Regions from separate parts of the Mus musculus genome. Here region 1 is linked to region 2. Evidence: chromatin contacts called from public HiChIP or PLAC-seq data. All regions are on one chromosome and are shown on one strand. Each heading gives the region's core, a stretch centred on a gene start, on an enhancer-like site or on the middle of the called end of the contact. The rest is flanking DNA. Distances are from core to core; before and after follow the strand shown. Region 1 holds the start of Mtss1 (MTSS I-BAR domain containing 1). Region 2 overlaps Mtss1 (MTSS I-BAR domain containing 1).

What was found. HiChIP or PLAC-seq counts read pairs in DNA pulled down with a chosen protein or histone mark.
Region 1: an H3K4me3 HiChIP or PLAC-seq map of stem cell-derived neural progenitor cells shows a contact between it and region 2, with 50 read pairs. The contact joins the promoter of Mtss1 here to the enhancer-like site in region 2. A contact is called at or near these places in 12 of 39 promoter capture datasets (the C10 cell line, the HPC-7 cell line, HPC-7-derived erythroid cells and 7 more), 1 of 15 datasets of contacts at CTCF or cohesin (large pre-B cells), 11 of 484 Hi-C or Micro-C datasets (CD4 T cells, the G1E-ER4 cell line, bone marrow-derived macrophages and 6 more), 23 of 115 datasets of contacts at active chromatin or transcription factors (the 230-238 cell line, the SCID.adh cell line, bone marrow-derived macrophages and 14 more) and 4 of 9 other capture datasets (adipose tissue, liver, macrophages and 1 more).

What each region holds. Positions count from the first base shown.
Region 1 is chr15:59,080,688-59,083,490 of GRCm38.p6, forward strand. Mtss1 (MTSS I-BAR domain containing 1) reads right to left here and starts at 1,339. Exons shown (of 15, transcript NM_144800.2): 1 at 769-1,339. The coding sequence starts at 840.
Region 2 is chr15:58,955,395-58,958,633 of GRCm38.p6, forward strand. It overlaps Mtss1 (MTSS I-BAR domain containing 1), which reads right to left. Exons shown (of 15, transcript NM_144800.2): 8 at 1,039-1,196. Among named protein-coding and RNA genes, the nearest start is that of Ndufb9, 23 kb to the left of the region's middle. Within about 2 kb of position 1,742, at least 20 of the 459 cell types and tissues checked have an H3K27ac peak or open chromatin away from gene starts, as enhancers often do. A contact at or near this core is called in neural progenitor cells, neural stem cells and stem cell-derived neural progenitor cells, where this site is marked.

The DNA of each region.
Region 1 (2,803 bases), core at 89-2,588, 120 kb after region 2:
CTAGGGTTGTTCCCCGCCCCCAACACACTCGCGCGCACTCACACGCACACACAATCCTTCCCAGAGAAGAGTGGGGTGTGGATGTGTGTTTGAGAGAGCTGGGTATAGTAGTTTTGGAAACCTCAACCTTGCCTTCCTGTTGTGAGCCTCTCAGGCTCGGGGTCCCTGGGAACTTCTGCGCCAAGCCCCGGGGGAGGGTATGGGGAATGCAAGGAACACCATCAGCAGCTCTGGAACAGACTAATTAATAACTAATTTGCTCAGATTCCCCTACTCCAGGTAGACCTGAAAGCCAAGCTTGTAACAACCCTGCCACCCAATCTCCCAGGCCGGAAGACTCTTTCCTGCAGCCAAGCAGGGGCCCCCACTACCGCTCCACCACCGCGCCAAGCACTCCACCCCAAACCCAGGGAGTCAGGTGTCCTCCAGGGCGTCCATCCTCCACGGGTCGCAGACACTCAGTCCAGGGACAGACAATGGAAAACTTGGAACTAGGGCCCTAAACCCCCAAAGGAACAAGATGGTGTCGCCCCCTGGGATTATGAATGCAGGGGTTGGTAAGTGGCATCAGACTCTCCCCCACTAGCCCCCGGGAAGTCGCCTGCCCAGTGACCCAGCACAGCCGGAGCAGTGCGGCGGGTAAGAAGGTGACACCCGGGTCGCCAGAGCTCCCGCAGGTGGCCGGCAGCGCCGGCGAGGGCCAGGCCGGCCGCGGTGGAGGGGAAGCCCCGCGGCGAGGTCAGAGCAGCCGCGCCCCCAGCGTCCTACCTTCATGTCGCTGATGATGGTCTGGAAGAGGCCTCCAAGCGCGCTGCATTCCTTCTCGATCACAGCCTCCATTTTCCCGGCGCGGCGGGGACAGGACACGCTCTCGGGGCGGCTGCACTGCGCACGGGGCCGGGCTCGCTCAGCCCGGGAGCGGTTTCACCCTGGGAGCGACCTACCTCCGGCTCGCCGCCGGTTTTGCAGAGAGCACGCGGTGCTCGCAATTTACTGCACTCTGCCCCCCCAAGTCCCAATCCAAGACGCCCAGCCGCTCCGGAGGGCGAGTCACCTATGTGCAGTGCTCGGCTCCTGGTCTCAAAAATGCCCGGAGAAGACTGACAATCAAGCCACCAAGAGTGCCCACGACGGAAAAGGCGAAGCCCATCTTGGTGCAGAGAAAACCGCCCGCTGACCCGGGGCCAGCGCCATTTACGAAAAAAAAAAAAATGTCTTCCAAATATAATTTTTTTCTGAAACTCCAAAATAAAGAAAGAGAGAACGAAAAAGGGCAGCAGCAGACGAGGTCAGCTCGCGTCGCCCGGATCTGTTGCTCGCAGACGCGGCCGCCGCCTCCTTTTTACTCCTGTGCGCCCGGCCCCGCGCTCGCTCTGGCGGTGCTCCCGGGGATGTTGCGAGGAGCGCACGCGCGCTCGCGACCGTCTGGCGCGGGAGCGCGGGGGAGGCGCGCGCCCGCGGCTCGTGCGTGAGCCGCCCGAGGGCGGGGCTGGGAGCGCGCGCTGGCTGAGAGGCGTGCAGAGCGCCTGCTGCAAGGAGGAGCTGGCGGGAGGGTAGGCGAGCCCGGTGTGCGTCTCCCGGACGTTCAGAGCGCCTCGTGCGGCGAGGGTCTCTGAGTGGAGAGGGCGAGTGAGCGCCCAGCCGCCCACAATGGCAGCTAGCGTGCAGGGAAGCCGCGCTGCACCTCCGGCCCCGCCCCTCGAGGGACCTGCAAGGTCGGCACGTTGAGCGCTGCGCCCCGCACCTGGTGAGCGACCAGTGAGGCGGGAAAGCTGTTACTGCTGTCGCTGCTGCAGCCTCTGGAGAAGAGGCCTCTTCGATGATGTCAGGACTGCAACGCCCGAGTCACGGCTGCAGGGAGCCAGCTACAAGATTAGGGAGAGTCTGGGAAGAGTATCCTGCGGTGGGATGCTGAGTTCCAGAAAGTTGCAGGGCGCTAGATTGATCTGCTGAGGCTGAGCGAACGCAAAGGGCATCAGGGTTCCTAATCACTTGCCCATCTGTCTGTACAGATCGTTGGCTGCATATGGCTGGAATGCTGATGGTTTTCCAGCCAGGGTTGCCATAGCCACAGAAAACCCCCTTGAGAAGTTTTTAAAAAGGGCACCAAAGACTGAGGTGGGCTTGATAAATGTGTCCCTAGCATCTCTGCCTAACTCCGTAGCCAGGAGCACTTATTCTGACGTCTTCCGGTGTCTGGTAGGGGATCAAATGGGCAACTTGTAAACGATCTTAAAGCACCTAATTGAACCGTTTGCAAGAGTCAACGGAACCCGTGTCGAGCTTGACCAAAAGGATCCTGTCAAATGCTGTAGTCCCAATTAACTCAGTTTAGTAAGTCATTCTTTCAACACTGATCAAAAGAATGTAGGGAACTCTGCACAGAACACTGATGTTTGTATTTTCCTTCAGGTCACTCTCCCTGACATCTGGAGAGGCCAAACCTTCTGTAAGTCACTTCTGTGCAGCAACCCTGCTGCTTCCGGCCCTTAAGGAGATTCAGTTGCAAATACCTCACCTGCACCTTGCCCATATTAGTACTTGACACGTGCTGTGTTCTCCGGAATTGTTTTTTTTTATGTTAATGTCGCTGTTATTATAATGATCCAAGTCACGGGACTGGCTGGTACAAGCTCCATTTTACAACCCATGAACCCTGTGGCCTTGAGTAAGTTATCTGAGCCCTCTGGGCCACAGTGTTCTCCTTGGTAACCAGGAGTGATGGTGGTACTTACCTGATAGCTGTCTTAAGCATTGCACGAGCTAATAAGTGAAAATGCTTCAAGTGGTATTTGATACAAGG
Region 2 (3,239 bases), core at 492-2,991:
TGGAGCGACCTGTGTGTTGGGGACGGTGGAGGGACACAGAGCACCCTAACAGTGCCTGGCACTTGCAGGCTTATTCAGTGCGATGGTCCACCTGGGGTCTTCCCAGGCATCCTTCCACGGGCTGAGGTAGCCCTGGAGGACCGACATGACTTGGGGATATTTGAGTCCAGATCTTTATGACAGAACACGTGTGCTCGATAGAGCTAACTGTCCCCCTTTCTTGCCCCCAGCCCCACCTTAAGAGCTGGCAAGCGGGATGGAAGCCAAGACTGCGAACATTTCAGTCGCCTTCCCAAGTGCCAGTGGGAACCAGAGGGCACAGGTACAGACAGAGGAACAACTCCAATCTGAGAATTCCGCTAGGGTGGAGAGAGCTGCCCCAGGAGCCTTCCTGCAGCGTCGAGAGTGGCTGCTGCAAACTCTGCTCGGGGTTTACTGGAAAACTATGTGGGAGCGGATCCCGAGATGCTTCCGAGGGCTTAAGACACAGATGTGCGGGGTCCCAGGCTTGGAGTCTGAGATACGGTGGGCCTCAGAATGTTCCTATCTAGTTGACAGGTGCTGGCGTCGCCCTGGAACTCTTACCTTAGGATTCTTTCGTTTGTTTGTTTTCTGAGGTAGGGGAAAAAAACAAGCCTCACTCTGTAGCTCTAGGTGGTCTAGAATTTACTGTGCAGCCGCGACTTGCCTAAAATTCACAGCGACCCTCTTGTATCAGCCTCCATGGTGCTGGGATTACAGGCTTGGGCCACCATGCCCAGATAGGGTACACCATAACTCAGTTATAAATAAATAAATAAATAAATAAATAAATAGGCAAGCCCAAATAGGATGAGCATTGCTATGAACTGCGGATAAGGAGTTGGCCACGTGGACATCAGCTCCTCGCTGAGAATCTAATGTGTGGACATGCTTCCGCCATCGAGATTCAAGATAGCAGTAGGTGGCTGTCAGTAGGCTGGTGGATGTATAAATCAAGAAGGAAAGCCCTCCCCACACTACCTAGTTCAAGCCTTCCAGAGGTTTCCATCGACTTACGATCACTGGCCGCAGCATAGAGATGAAGGTGCAGAACCGGCCTCGTTCTTCGATGAGTGCCTTGCGCACAGCCTGCTTCTCCGTTTCCTCCAACAGGAGGTATTTATCGTTGACATCCTGGAGAGCGCTGTCCAACTGAGGCTGGATGTCGCCCCTCCCTGTGAACAGAACAAGGCGGAATGGTCAGCTCGCTGAAATGCCAGCTCCGAGAACAAATTCCCTTCTCTGAAGTCCTCGCTGGAGGCAAAGCACCCTTTGCCAGGACTTAAAAACATTACTCATCGCTCCCAAAAGACTGGAAGCAGCTGCTTTTCCTAGGAGCATCTATTTCCTGTTCCTAACCTCTGAAGGGAGTATTTACTTATCTGGCTGATTTGCCAGCGAGGAGCATCTCCTGCGATGGCTTCCTAGCTTGCAGGCCTTGTGCGAGCCTGCAGACCCCTGTGCCAGCAAACCTCGGGTCACACAGTGACAGCATTCCTTTCTTTGTTTCGTCTGGGGATGGGGAGCAAGGTGTCTAGGGACGCTTCCAAAAATGCATACAAGCTGGCTTTGTCAGGTCCACCTCAGTCAAAGAGCCTTTGTTTAGGCACAAGTTCCAGTCCCTGAAGACAAAGGTAGTTATTCAGCTCCTAGTCCTCGGACCTGGGAATGGTTGGCACTAAGTCCCTAATGGAGGGCTCCAATGCCCTTCCTGCAGAAGGAACCTGGTAACCAGATGTCTATAGTTAGGTCTTTGTTGGTGACAAAATGAAGAACAAACCTACACTGAGCGGAGCCGTATTATTTACTTATCTGGCCACACCACCAGACTCTAGTTATCCGAACAACGTTTTACTGTTTCCAGTAATCAGTTAAGCAACTCTAGAACAGGGATAGCTGTCTGTGTAAATAAAGTTTTATTAGAACACGGTCACACACACTCATTTACATATATGTCCAGGGACCAAGAATATTTGGCCTTTTGCAGAATTAGTCCTGCTGCACTAGTCTAGATCTGACCTGTTGCTGGGGACAGCAGGGTCACACACAGGATACTAGCTCTTAAGCTTCTACCCTGGACCTTTGGCAAAGAGGCTTTACCTACATTCAAGCCAGAGAAAGAATTTCTAAGCTCCTTCAGGGCGAGGTTTTAGCCTTTCCCTGAGATCCCTCACAGTATCTGCATGTGTACACAGCACGTGCTATGTAAGTACTTGCTTCGTAACTTTAAACACAGAACTGGAAGGCGTGTTAGGGTCTTCCTAACTGTTCGGGTTGAAGAGGTCAAACCTTAAGAAGTTGAAGGATTCATCCAAGGTAGAGATCAGGGCTAAGGCCCAAACAGCCTGACTCCCTGAGCCCTTGACCTATCTTCTCTGTCCACTGTCTCAGTGAATGACGAATTCAGTTGCCATTCAGGAAACTGCTAGATCAATCGCCATAGCTGTCCCCTTACAAACCACATGTAAGACAGTAAATGTAACCCATCGTTGGGTGCAAGGACTGGCCAGGCCAGGGAGGCCTACCTTGGCTATATGATATACCCTGTACTTTCTCTCAAACGCAGATGAGAATGTCAAACCTGAATGGAAAATCTTATCAGAACTTCATAAAACTCTACAGACTTAACAAAAGTCCGAGAGAAGAGTGGCCGTGTTCTAGTTAAGAAAGAGCCATTTGTAATTAGTGCATAATAGGAAGATCATATAGAGTCAAAACCCACCCTTGAAAATACTTAATAAGCTCAGAATACACAGTTTTAGACATAAATAACCTTTGCTAGCTCAAGAAAGTACGTAACATACTGTATGTATAACACAGAGCATCTAAGAATGTAAGTGGCGGCCCCCAGCAGTCACCCACTTCCTGAGAAAGTTCCAATATTCTCAGGGTGAGCCGCTCACCCAGTCTTCCACTACCTGTCCCTCCAGAGAGTCCTCTCCCTTCACTCAGCACGGAGGGAACCAGGCACCCAAACAACCTGCCCACCTCACCCACTGCGTTCCCGTGTAGTTAGACAGAGAACACTGAAGCCAGGCTCCCATCCTCCCCTGGGATGGTCCACCAAAACCTCTGCCTCTCACGGATGTCTACCCCACTGGGGCCAAAGTCGAGCTGAGAAAGCAGGGACCATCAATGCTCTGACAACTACAGATTTCCTCTGCTCACAGTGAAATGCTGACTCGTGAATATGTCCACCATACCACCCACTGACGGCC